Regions from separate parts of the Sus scrofa genome. Here region 1 is linked to region 2. Evidence: chromatin contacts called from public Hi-C data. All regions are on one chromosome and are shown on one strand. Each heading gives the region's core, a stretch centred on a gene start, on an enhancer-like site or on the middle of the called end of the contact. The rest is flanking DNA. Distances are from core to core; before and after follow the strand shown.

What was found. Hi-C and Micro-C count contacts between places; a contact is called where the count stands out from the background.
Region 1: a Hi-C map of subcutaneous adipose tissue shows a contact between it and region 2, with 2.3 times the contacts expected there. The contact joins two enhancer-like sites. A contact is called at or near these places in 3 of 47 Hi-C or Micro-C datasets (heart right ventricle, retroperitoneal adipose tissue and subcutaneous adipose tissue) and 1 of 2 datasets of contacts at active chromatin or transcription factors (skeletal muscle).

The regions. Positions count from the first base shown.
Region 1 is chr1:130,405,770-130,411,366 of Sscrofa11.1, forward strand. It overlaps VPS18 (vacuolar protein sorting-associated protein 18 homolog), which reads right to left. Exons shown (of 6, transcript XM_001929361.4): 6 at 3,352-4,663. The coding sequence ends at 3,938. Among named protein-coding and RNA genes, the nearest start is that of VPS18, 12 kb to the right of the region's middle. Within about 2 kb of position 1,607, at least 35 of the 83 cell types and tissues checked have an H3K27ac peak or open chromatin away from gene starts, as enhancers often do. A contact at or near this core is called in retroperitoneal adipose tissue and subcutaneous adipose tissue, where this site is marked.
Region 2 is chr1:130,251,629-130,256,757 of Sscrofa11.1, forward strand. It overlaps INO80 (DNA helicase INO80), which reads left to right. Exons shown (of 36, transcript XM_003121588.5): 10 at 209-404; 11 at 1,645-1,712; 12 at 3,524-3,733; 13 at 4,210-4,290; 14 at 5,126-5,129. Among named protein-coding and RNA genes, the nearest start is that of INO80, 52 kb to the left of the region's middle. Within about 2 kb of position 1,498, at least 4 of the 83 cell types and tissues checked have an H3K27ac peak or open chromatin away from gene starts, as enhancers often do. A contact at or near this core is called in retroperitoneal adipose tissue and subcutaneous adipose tissue, where this site is marked.

The DNA.
Region 1 (5,597 bases), core at 357-2,856, 150 kb after region 2:
GCTGAGAAAAGGCAGATCTGCTCAGGAAGAGGAAAGCACCCGATAGGGGACATTCAGCAAACTAGGGGCTTAATCCCTTTGGAAGAAGAACCCCACTTTGTGCCCCTTTTATGGGCCATCCCTAGACCAAAGTTTGCCCTTCTGCTTCAGTTTTCCCTTTTGGAAGCTGGGCCTAAGAATGAGGTCTCTCTCCTGGTGGCTTTAGCACGTATAGCTCCCTGAATGTCGCGGGCTCCATGCTCTAGGGGGAGGAGAAAGCTGAGGGTGGCCCAAGAACTGGAACTATCTAGCATCCTCCTTCTATCCCACTGCCCACCCCAGGCCTGCCTCTGACCATCATCCACCCTCAACCTGCTGCAGGGCCCAGCCTCACTCCACATAAGCAAAGCTGCCAGCAGGGTCCTTTGTGGGGCTGCTCCCGTGTGGCACTGCCTAGGGGCCCCACCATGGGGCAACAGATGGACCTATGGTCTCTACAGAACAATGGTGGGGGAGGGGCCCTGGCATCGCCTGCCCCAAACAGGAAGCGCTGCATGAGCTTCAAAGAACTGGCAGGGCCAAGGGGCTGAGTGGCTGGAGCCAGTGCCAGGACTGATGGCTGCCTGAAGAGCTGCCCGCCAGCCTAGGGATGCCCAGCCTGCAGTGGGGGTGGGGCTGCAGTGGCAAGGACAGCTGGGTCTTGGGCAGAGGACGCTTTGCACCCTCAGGGCTACAGCCTCTGACCTGGAAGCAGGCTGAGGGAAGGGGCTCCGACACAAGGCTGTTTCCTGGCTCTGCTGCCACCCACCAACGGGGCTGCAGGTTCTTTCCCAAGCCACAGTGGGTATGGCTCTCCGACAAGTAACCATGAGGGGCAGGGCTGGCACCAAGCCTGCTGCCCGCTCCCTGCCTCCTGCTCCCAGCTGCTCTGCTCAGAACCTTTTCCTCTCCACTTCCTGTTCACACAAGGGGGGGCGGGAAGTGGAGGGAGGAAGTTAGGGGGAGGCGTGTAGGGGGGACCCATTGAATAAAAGGAATTAACCGTTTCCCTCCTCTGACCTCTGGGAATTTCCGCCTGTGAAAGTGTCTCGAAGAATCTGCAGAGCTGGGGGAGTGGGGAGGAGGACTGCCCCTCATGTTCCCCACCCCCCCCCCCCGCTCTCCCCCGTAGTGGTGGGGCCAGATAACTCCCTCTCGGCCCCCTAACCTTTTGTTTCCCTGGCGCCAAGGGGAGCAGCACCAAGGGACGCCTGGAGCCTGGTGGCCTCAGAGCCCCCTCCAACCAATGGGGTCGTTGCACCCGGCCTCCCCGGGGCACAGGCAGGGCGGGAGGGGGTAGTGCAGGAACTGCCGGAGTTGGTGGTCCCAGAGTGAATGGGCTTACACTAAGGCTGACCAGGCTCTGAGCCAGGGTCGGTGCCCTCGGTGCCCTGGGGACAGGAGAAGGGCAGGCACACCCTCCGGGGGCCACTCCCCCTGGCGCAGGGGAATGGAGCGGGTGGGTTTGGGAAGTCAGTAGACAGCGCCCCCTAGTGGCTGCTGCCGACTCGGCCGGGCGGCCCCCCAGGGCCCTCTCAAGGGCGGGCCTCAGGAAGCACCTGCTCCCCAGGACCAGTGGCCGCCCTGCATCTCCCCCAGGTGGCTTCCTTGTTTACAGGCCTCCTGCCCTGATCCCAGCGTCACTGCCTGTGGCCACTCCTCCTATTTCCAGTGACCGCTCCAGGAGCAGCTCATTCATCTTGGCCCCTGCCCACGCAGCTGCTCCCCCACCCCACCCCTCCTGGCCCTCCCCCAGGCTTAGGGCCAAGGCCCTGAGGACCTTCTCTCTCCCCTCGACACCGGGCCTTGCTTGGTTTCCAGGGATCTAAGAGCTGTAGCTTCCCGTTGCCCTGACTCAACGGAACCCCATTCTGTCAGCACCAGAGAAGCTTGGGGCTTTTTTCCAGGAAAGAGGAAGCGGCCTAGGACCAGATGGGCAGGCTTAAGAGAAGACAGAAGGGGCAGGGGTGTCCCAGGCTGTCTTAGCCAAGTCCTCTGGGAGGAGGGAGCAGTAGGGCAGTGTTTGTTTAACTAACAAGTAGTAGGCACCCATTATGTGCAAAGACAGAGGCCCCAAGCTGTTCTAAGCCAGTAACCAACCCCGTGGTGGGCCAAGGTTTATACCCAGTACTGACAGTGGGGAACAGAACCTTGAGCCCTCTACTAGGCATGGGGAGAGGAAGGGACCAGGAGCCCTCCAGATCCTCCTGGAACAGGGGAAAGGGAACAGGATTAGGATGCCCTGCACCCACCCAGTGGGACTCTATCCCCCATTTGCTCCCACTTTTGCTTCTGGGGGAAGATGAGTTCGAGGCTCATCAAAAATGGGCAGCTTGAGGCCCTCTCCCTTGGCAAAGGCCGCGAAGAGACCCTGCTGTTCTAGTGGCTGGGGAAGAATCAGCAGGGGAAGATTCTCCCAGGACTATGGAAGTAAAAAGTCTTGGAAGAGGATTAGGCTGCAGGGACAAGAGACCTCAGTCTGATTCCAAGAACACTCACTTGTTATTTTGTTTCAGTTTGGGTGCCTGATAGACCACACCCATTAAGCTGGGCAGTGGACTGTGAACACCAGTCCATGGAGCAAAGGGTGCTCAGCTGATGTCACAGGAAGGCCCTGCTCCACGTCTCCCTAGGGCTTAGCCTCTAGCTACAGCTAAAGAAGTGTAAGCTGGGGGCGGGGAGGGGCAGGTCACAGGAACTCAGTGGGAAGAAAACATTTCTGCCAAATGCCATGGATGGCAGTACTGGCAGTCTCACCTCCATGCTGGACCTCAACATTATGGTTAAATGCCAGCGGTAGGTAGGGCAGCATCAAAACTGTGGAGTTGGAAAGCAGGGATTCAGGCTGGCAAAAGAGGTGAGCAAAATCTAGCATGCATAAGGCCCTTGGGAGGGAGGAGGAATGAGGGGCTTAGATTAATGGTCAGGCAGTGGAGGTTCAAGAAAACTCTTGGGACAACTAAGGTGGGAACAGATCAAGGAACTAGAGAAAGTGACTTGAGAAATCAGCGCCCCCAGCTGCCTGAGTCTGAAGGGTTCTGTGGGGAGCAGCACCACCTGCTGGCCAAAGGGAAGAACAGTTCCCCCTCTGAGACTTAGGAGGGCAGGCCTGGATTCCCAAGTGAAGCCTCGAATCAGAAAGGATAGAGTGGAGGACCAAGAAGCAAGCAGAAAAGAGCAAAACTGTCCCGTCACATCTCCACGAGAAGGAATGAGGGCCACAGCTTGAAAGCATGCAGGGTCCTCGTGGCCGCCCTGTGGCACCCCAGCCCTTCCTGGAGAGAGGCCCACACTCCCAGGCCACTGAGCCCAGCATCAACACAGAGCCACCAGTGCAGTGCAGACAGTTTAATGCTCTCCATCCCCATCACCATCTTATACTGTCTTCTGTGAGGCCCTCTACCCCAGAGCACCCTTCACACTGGAGCCCCAGATGGTATGCACAAGAGCACTCTCACCAGCAGTGCCACCTTCCCCCCACCCAATGCCCAGGACTTAGAGGGACCTAGGGGCAGACAGTAGAGAGGGATTTTCTGAGGAAGAAGAGCCACAGAGTGAAAAGGAAGAACAGTAGTTAGTGTTACAGAAGGTGAACAGGATATATGCAGGGAGTAAAAGGGAAAAAAGAGCTGTTAGATGCAGGGGGATGGTAATGCATCAGAATTCTGACTTCTCCAAGCTAAGGCTCTCTATTAGGAAGCAGGCTGACAGCATGGCAAAACATCAGCTCTAAGGCAGCCGTGAGGAAGAGCATGGGCAGTTGGCAGAATGCACTCAGAGCTGACACCTTGAGGGCAACAGCTGTGATCTACTCCCACCACCATAGTCCCTGCCCAGCAGTCTCCAGGAGACCAAGCACAGACGCTGTGGCCCTCCCAAGAAGGAACAGCCCACGATGGCTGGCCCGCCTGATGCCTGCCTACAACCAACTGAGGTGCTCCTCCTCATAGCACTGGGGGTCAATAAAGGGCCGGTCAATAGAGCGGATCATCAGCTCCCCACAGTACACACACTCAGCAGCCACCAGTTCGTCCAGGTCGGCCTTGAGCTGTTCCCGGCTGGGGCCGGAGGCAGCCACCCCTGCCTCAGCCTCCTTAGCCCGGGCAGAGCCCTTGGAGGGGGGTGGAACAGCCCCCAGCTTCCGCTGCAGCTCCTCTAGCCGGGCCTGCTTGTAGGCTGGCAGGCCAGGCCGCACGGCCTGCAGAAGGCAGTCAGCGTGGAACATGTGGCCACAGAGGAAGAGGTAAAAAGGGCGGTTAAGCAAGGGGAAGTCGCAGGTGGCACATTTGTCCTGGGGTTCCACAGTGCCGTAGCGGCCCCGCAGCTCCTGCAGATCTCGCCGGATGCGCTGGGCACTGGCTGTGGCCTCTTCCATCTCTTGCTGCAGCTCTTGGATGTGGTAGTTGTAGGCCTTGAGTGAGCTGCAGATGGCTTCTTTGAAGTGGTCAATGGTGACGAAGTCTGGGAAGAAAGGCAGCACGTCTTCAATCTTGAGCAGGGGGCAGCTGGCCAGGCAGGCCATGGCTGTCTGCACATCTTCCTCCTCCTGCACTACGTGCCGGGCAATCTTCAGCCACAGTTTCTTGCGCAGCTCCTCATCTTCCTCGGGCAGGTCAGCACACTGCTTGGCTAGGTCCACATCCACCTGTGGGGAGACTGAGTGTTAGGGTCAAGCCCCCATCTCCACCCAAGACAGAGCCTATGGGAAAGACAGGTGCTTTGGAAAGAGCCCCAAGGAGGATGCCCAGCATTCCTGGCAGCAAGCGAGGTGGGGCTTCTGGGGGCTGGGAAGGAACCTGTCTCAGTAATGGACCTGCTGCATCAGAGTTTTGCAAACGCTACTTATGAGGGTGGGCCTGCAACTTTAGTCAATTTATTTATTTATTTATTTTTTCTTTTTTTTTTTGTCTTTTTGTCTTTTGCCTTTTTGTTGTTGTTGTTGTTGCTATTTCTTGGGCCGCTCCCGCGGCATATGGAGGTTCCCAGGCTAGGGGTTGAATCGGAGCTATAGCTACCAGCCTACGCCAGAGCCACAGCAACGCGGGATCCGAGCCGCGTCTGCAACCTACACCACAGCTCACGGCAACGCCGGATCGTTAACCCACTGAGCAAGGGCAGGGACCGAACCCGCAACCTCATGGTTCCTAGTCGGATTCATTAACCACTGCGCCACGACGGGAACTCCAACTTTAGTCAATTTAAAGATCACCTGGGGAGTTCCTGTTGTGGCTCAGTGGAAAAGAATCTGACTAGCATCCATGAGGACGCAGGTATGATCCCTAGGCTTGCTCAGTGGGTTAAGAATCCAGCATTGCGGTGAGCTGTGGTGTAGGTCGCAGATGTGGCTCGGATCCTGTGTTGCTGTGGCTGTGGCATAGGCCAGCGGCTACAGCTCCGATTCAACCCCTAGCCTGGGAACCTCCATTTGCCTCAGGTGCAGCCCTAAAAAGACAAAGAAAAAAAAAAAATCACCTGGGGAACATATCCAAAATACAGATTTGGGGTGCCCCACCCACAGACATTCTGATTCACTGAGTCCCGTCTTCAGACCAGGAATTCACATTTTATTTTATTTTTTG
Region 2 (5,129 bases), core at 248-2,747:
CAGGGATCAAACATGCAACCTCATGATTCATAGTGGGATTTGTTTCCGCTGAGCCATGATGGAAACTCAGCAGTTTGTACCTTTGTAGAGAGAATTTGTAAAGGAATTGTATGCAAACTATGTGTAGGTTTAGTGGATTCTCTTGACTGCAGTTGTATGTGATTGGTGCTTTGACTCTCTTTTCACATTCAGCTTTTTTCCCCTGTAGGCCAAGAGACAACAGCGAAAACTGAACTTCCTAATCACCCAGACAGAACTGTATGCCCACTTCATGAGTCGAAAACGAGACATGGGTCATGATGGGATCCAGGAAGAAATCTTAAGGAAGCTGGAAGATAGTTCTATGCAGAGACAAATTGATATTGGTGGAGGAGTGGTAGTTAACATCACACAAGAGGATTATGGTGAGTCCTAAATCAGGAGATAAAGGAAGGAGGTAACCGGAATATTTTCTTGTCCCAGGTTATACTAATCATTAATTCTTGCAAGTTTTTTTTTTTTTTTTTTTTTGTCTTTTTGCCATTTCTTGGGCCGCTCCCGCGGCATATGGAGGTTCCCAGGCTAGGGGTCCAATCAGAGCTGTAGCCGGCCTACACCAGAGCCATAGCAACGTGGAATCCGAGCCGTGTCTGCAACCTACATCACAGCTCACGGCAACACTGGATCGTTAACCCACTGAGCAAGGGCAGGGATCGAACCCGCAACCTCATGGTTCCTAGTTGGAGTCATTAACCACTGCGCCACGGCGAGAACTCCAATTCTTGCAAGTTTTGATCAAAAAGGTGGGTTTATTTTTTGGAGTAGGAAAGTGAATATTTCTATATAACAAGCAGATAAAATAATTTTTATTAAAGAATTTCAACATTCCCTTGTGGCTCAGAGGTTTAAAGATTTGGAATTGTCACTGCTGTGGCTCGTGTTTGATCCCTGGCCTGGGAATTTCCACATGCTGCAGCCAGCCAAAAAAAGAAAAAAAATAATTTGAAAAGGAAAGGGTGTGGTGATATGGTCATGCAGATTTGGGAATAGCTTATGTTTTGATTTGTTAGTAGCAACAAAGGTATCAATCCAGAAGAATTTAGTGAATATATCTCAGCAGGGAAAATCATCTCTTGTATAACAGGATTCTTGGTGATGTGAGTCAAACATGAGAAGAGACTGTTTAGTGTTGGTATTTGTGTGACTACACAGAGAGGGAGGAATTATTGTAAAGTTTGAGAGGAATTTCACAGAGAATAGTTGTTAAGATCATGTTGAATAAGAGAAAATGAGAGTGCTTCAGAATATCTTGGATTTATACATTCTTTATTCTTCTCTTGGAATAGTTTCATCCAGTATAAATATATTACAGTTTTGGCATTGCTTTGTTCATGAAACGCAGGATTGGGAAACTGGAGCTCAGTCTTTTGTTGGTTTTTGTGACCTGGCTTTGACTTCTAGAGACCATGGCAGCCCTCTTCTTCCATTGCCACTTGTAGGTCTTTACCTCTGTCAGGTAATTTGAGGCTTTCTCCTCCCTTTCCTTCTGTGAACCTAGGGACAAGTAGAATGTGGGCATCAGGCATCCACATGTGCTAGTGTACATTACATTTCTGAAGGAGATCAGTTAATGAGGTGCGATAACCTACATGTTTTCCTTTTCAGATAGTAACCATTTCAAAGCCCAGGCCCTGAAGAATGCTGAAAATGCTTACCATATTCATCAAGCTCGGGTGAGTTTTAAAAATGAACTATAATGGGCCCAGGAAATACCCCACAGCCTTTTACTTGGTCTTCCTTTAGTCTTAATCATATTTTCAATTGAAAACATTGATGAACGTGTATGTGTGTATATGTCCGTGTTGGGTGGGGACTATGTCTCTACTTACTTTAAAATAATGTAGGAATACTTGAGAAAAGATGAGAAACGAGCATTCACTTGTTTTAGGAATGTGTTGATTGAAGCTAAGATGGTTTGTCTGGTTTTTGTCCTCCTTAGTAATCATGGTTAATACAGTATGAAGTGCTTCATGCTTATTTAGTGAAAAAGGCTACACTCTTGCTTCTTAAGAAAGCTGTATTGTGCCTTAAAACTGCTAAGTTAATACCTTCTTTCACTTTAGCTATAACTTGCTTATTCATGATACAGTGATATTTAATGCAATCAGGAAGAAACTACAGTTGGATCAAATTAAGAAAATACAATTTTTTTTTTTTTTTTATCTTTTGTCTTTTTTTTTTGTTGTTGTTGTTGTTGCTATTTCTTGGACCGCTCCCGCGGCATATGGAGGTTCCCAGGCTAGGGGTCGAATCGGAGCTGTAGCTGCCAGCCTACACCAGAGCCACAGCAACGCGGGATCCGAGCCGCGTCTGCAACCTACACCACAGCTCACGGCAACGCCGGATCGTTAACCCACTGAGCAAAGGCAGGGACCGAACCCGCAACCTCATGGTTCCTAGTCGGATTCGTTAACCACTGCGCCACGACGGGAACTCCCCAATTTTTTTTTTTTTTTTTTTTGCCACACCAGTGGCGTATGGAAGTTCTGAGGTCAGCGATTGAATCTGAGCTGCAGTGGAGACCTGTGCCACAGCTGTAACAATGGCGGATCCTTAACCCACTGCACCCGGCTGGGATCAGACCTACATCTTTGTAGTGACCTGAGCCACTGCAGTTGGATTCTTAACCCACGGTTCCACAGGGGGAACTCTAAGAGAACACAATTTAATACATTATATAGGAGCCCCTGTGTAACTTTGACAGGGTCCAAGTCAAGAATAGAGACAAACTCACCTTATTACTTACCAACCCAAACCAGTTAAAGAATTTTAAATCAAATATTTAATAAATTTTTTGACAAAACAAGTAATTGTGTAATAAGGCTTGATATCTGTCAAAAGCATGTAATAGTTAAATTAATTTTAAAATATTAGTAATATACTTTAATGTACACTTAACCCTTGGACTCTAGGAATTAGGGGTGCCAACCTACTCTATAGTCAGAAGTCTGCATATAAATTTATTTTTTGCTTTTTAGGGCTGCAACCACAGGTTCCCAGGCTAGGGGTCAAATCGGAGCTACAGCTGCTGGCCTATGCCTCAGCCACAGCAATGTGGGATCCAAGCCACATCTGTGACCTACACCAGAGCTCACGGCAATGCCAGATCCTTAACCCAGTGAGCGAGGTCAGGGATCGAACTGGCAACCTCATGGTTCTTAGATTCATTTCTGCTGTGCTATGTCGGGAGCTCCTGCATGTAAATTTATAGTTAGCCCTCCATATCTGTGGTTTCACATCAATGAATTCAACCAACTGTAGGATCTTGTCGTACTGTAGTACATATTTAGTGAAAAAACCTCACCTATCAATTGACACACAGTTCAAAGCCATATTGTTCAAGGGTTAACCATATTATGCTTTATATAAGATGATATATTACATTATATTAGAAAGTTTGTTCCAACTAAGATAGATTAAAAATGTCATTGTGAATTTTGCTTGAATTTAATTATTTTCCTTCCAATATACTTTTATTTTGCAGACAAGGTCATTTGATGAAGATGCAAAAGAAAGTCGAGCAGCTGCCCTACGGGCAGCCAACAAGTCTGGCACTGGGTTTGGGGAGAGTTATAGCCTCGCAAACCCATCTATACGGGCTGGGGAGGATATTCCACAGCCTACAATTTTTAATGGCAAATTAAAAGGTTATCAACTGAAAGGCATGAATTGGTTGGCAAATCTCTATGAACAGGTGAATTTTAGAACTGTGTCATACCTACTCTCTTTTGTTATCTGTTTCTCTAAAGTCATTGGTTCAGTGTATCGTGAAATGAGAACAAGATATAATCTTTTAGATTTCATCCTTTTTCCTTTGGCAGGAATCAGAAAGATGTCTCTATATTTTTAACCTGGATATTTTATTGGAGAATATTTGTATCATGTATATATCTTGTCTTAAGTGGTTTTTGTAAACCTGTTGCCTGGATTAGATTAGCAGAAGAACTAGCTTTGGGCCGTTTGTCTCATATGTCAGGATTCAGAGTTGTAGCTAAGGAGGTGACAAAAGGAATCATTACAATAATGAGTAATAGTGCTGAAGCCGAGTATCTCTAGTCACTTTTGTTTGAACAAATCTGACATTTTGGTTAGTTCTTTCTGACAGTAAGTTGAACCCTGTGTAATGCAGTGTGAGAGCTTGTTGACCATGTGTATTTTTTTTTTTCCCAGGGTATTAATGGCATTCTTGCAGATGAAATGGGCCTTGGTAAAACAGTACAGAGCATTGCCCTCCTGGCCCATCTGGCTGAGGTAGGTAGCTCCATACAGTCTTTTCATCTTCCTTTCTCTTGATCCTAGGGTCATTTTCTGTTGAGAATCAGTCATTACCAAGAACTGCTAGACTCTGTAGGGCTTGCTGTTTGCCTTCAAGGCCTTTTTGAGGCCTTGGTGAAACATTTTGGTTTTCAAAAAGACCAAGACAAGTTTTGAGCATGTGTGTTTTCATTCCCCCCTCCCACTTCTGTTGAGAACCACCAGTGTAGTGGCAAAAACACTGCAGTTAGTTGGATCAGAAGACTTGGGTTCACATCTCAACTCTGCTTACTAGCAGTGTAAACTTGGACAATTCACTTAACCTCTTTTGATCTGACTTCACTTTAATTCTCTGAGGTTTAGTTTCTACTTTGGCAAAGTGGAGATAGTATCTCCTAATGTGAATTTTGTGAGAATTAAATGAGAAGATATGCATGAAAGCATTTTGAAAAAAGCAAAAAGCTCTGTACCAATTGCATAATAGTAAGATTGTTGTGATCACTTAGTTAGTGTAATATGTGAAAGAACACATATTAATATGTCATAAGTGCTTTGTGAGTGCTGTAAATTAGGACCTATAAAAGGTGGAAGGGTGGGAGTAAGGCTTGGTATTTTTTCTCATGTTGCGTATAAGCAACTTCCTTGCCTACATTATTATTAACATGGGATTTTTTTTTAAAGTTAGAATATTGAGTGTACAGATATGAGAGAGAGGAACCAGTTTTCTTCTTATAATGCACTTCCGTTTCTTAAACTACTCTTGTAGCTATAATTTTGAATTAAATTTTTTTCAGTTTTCCTGCAGTTGGCTGACCCACTTTTTCTGTTTCAGAGAG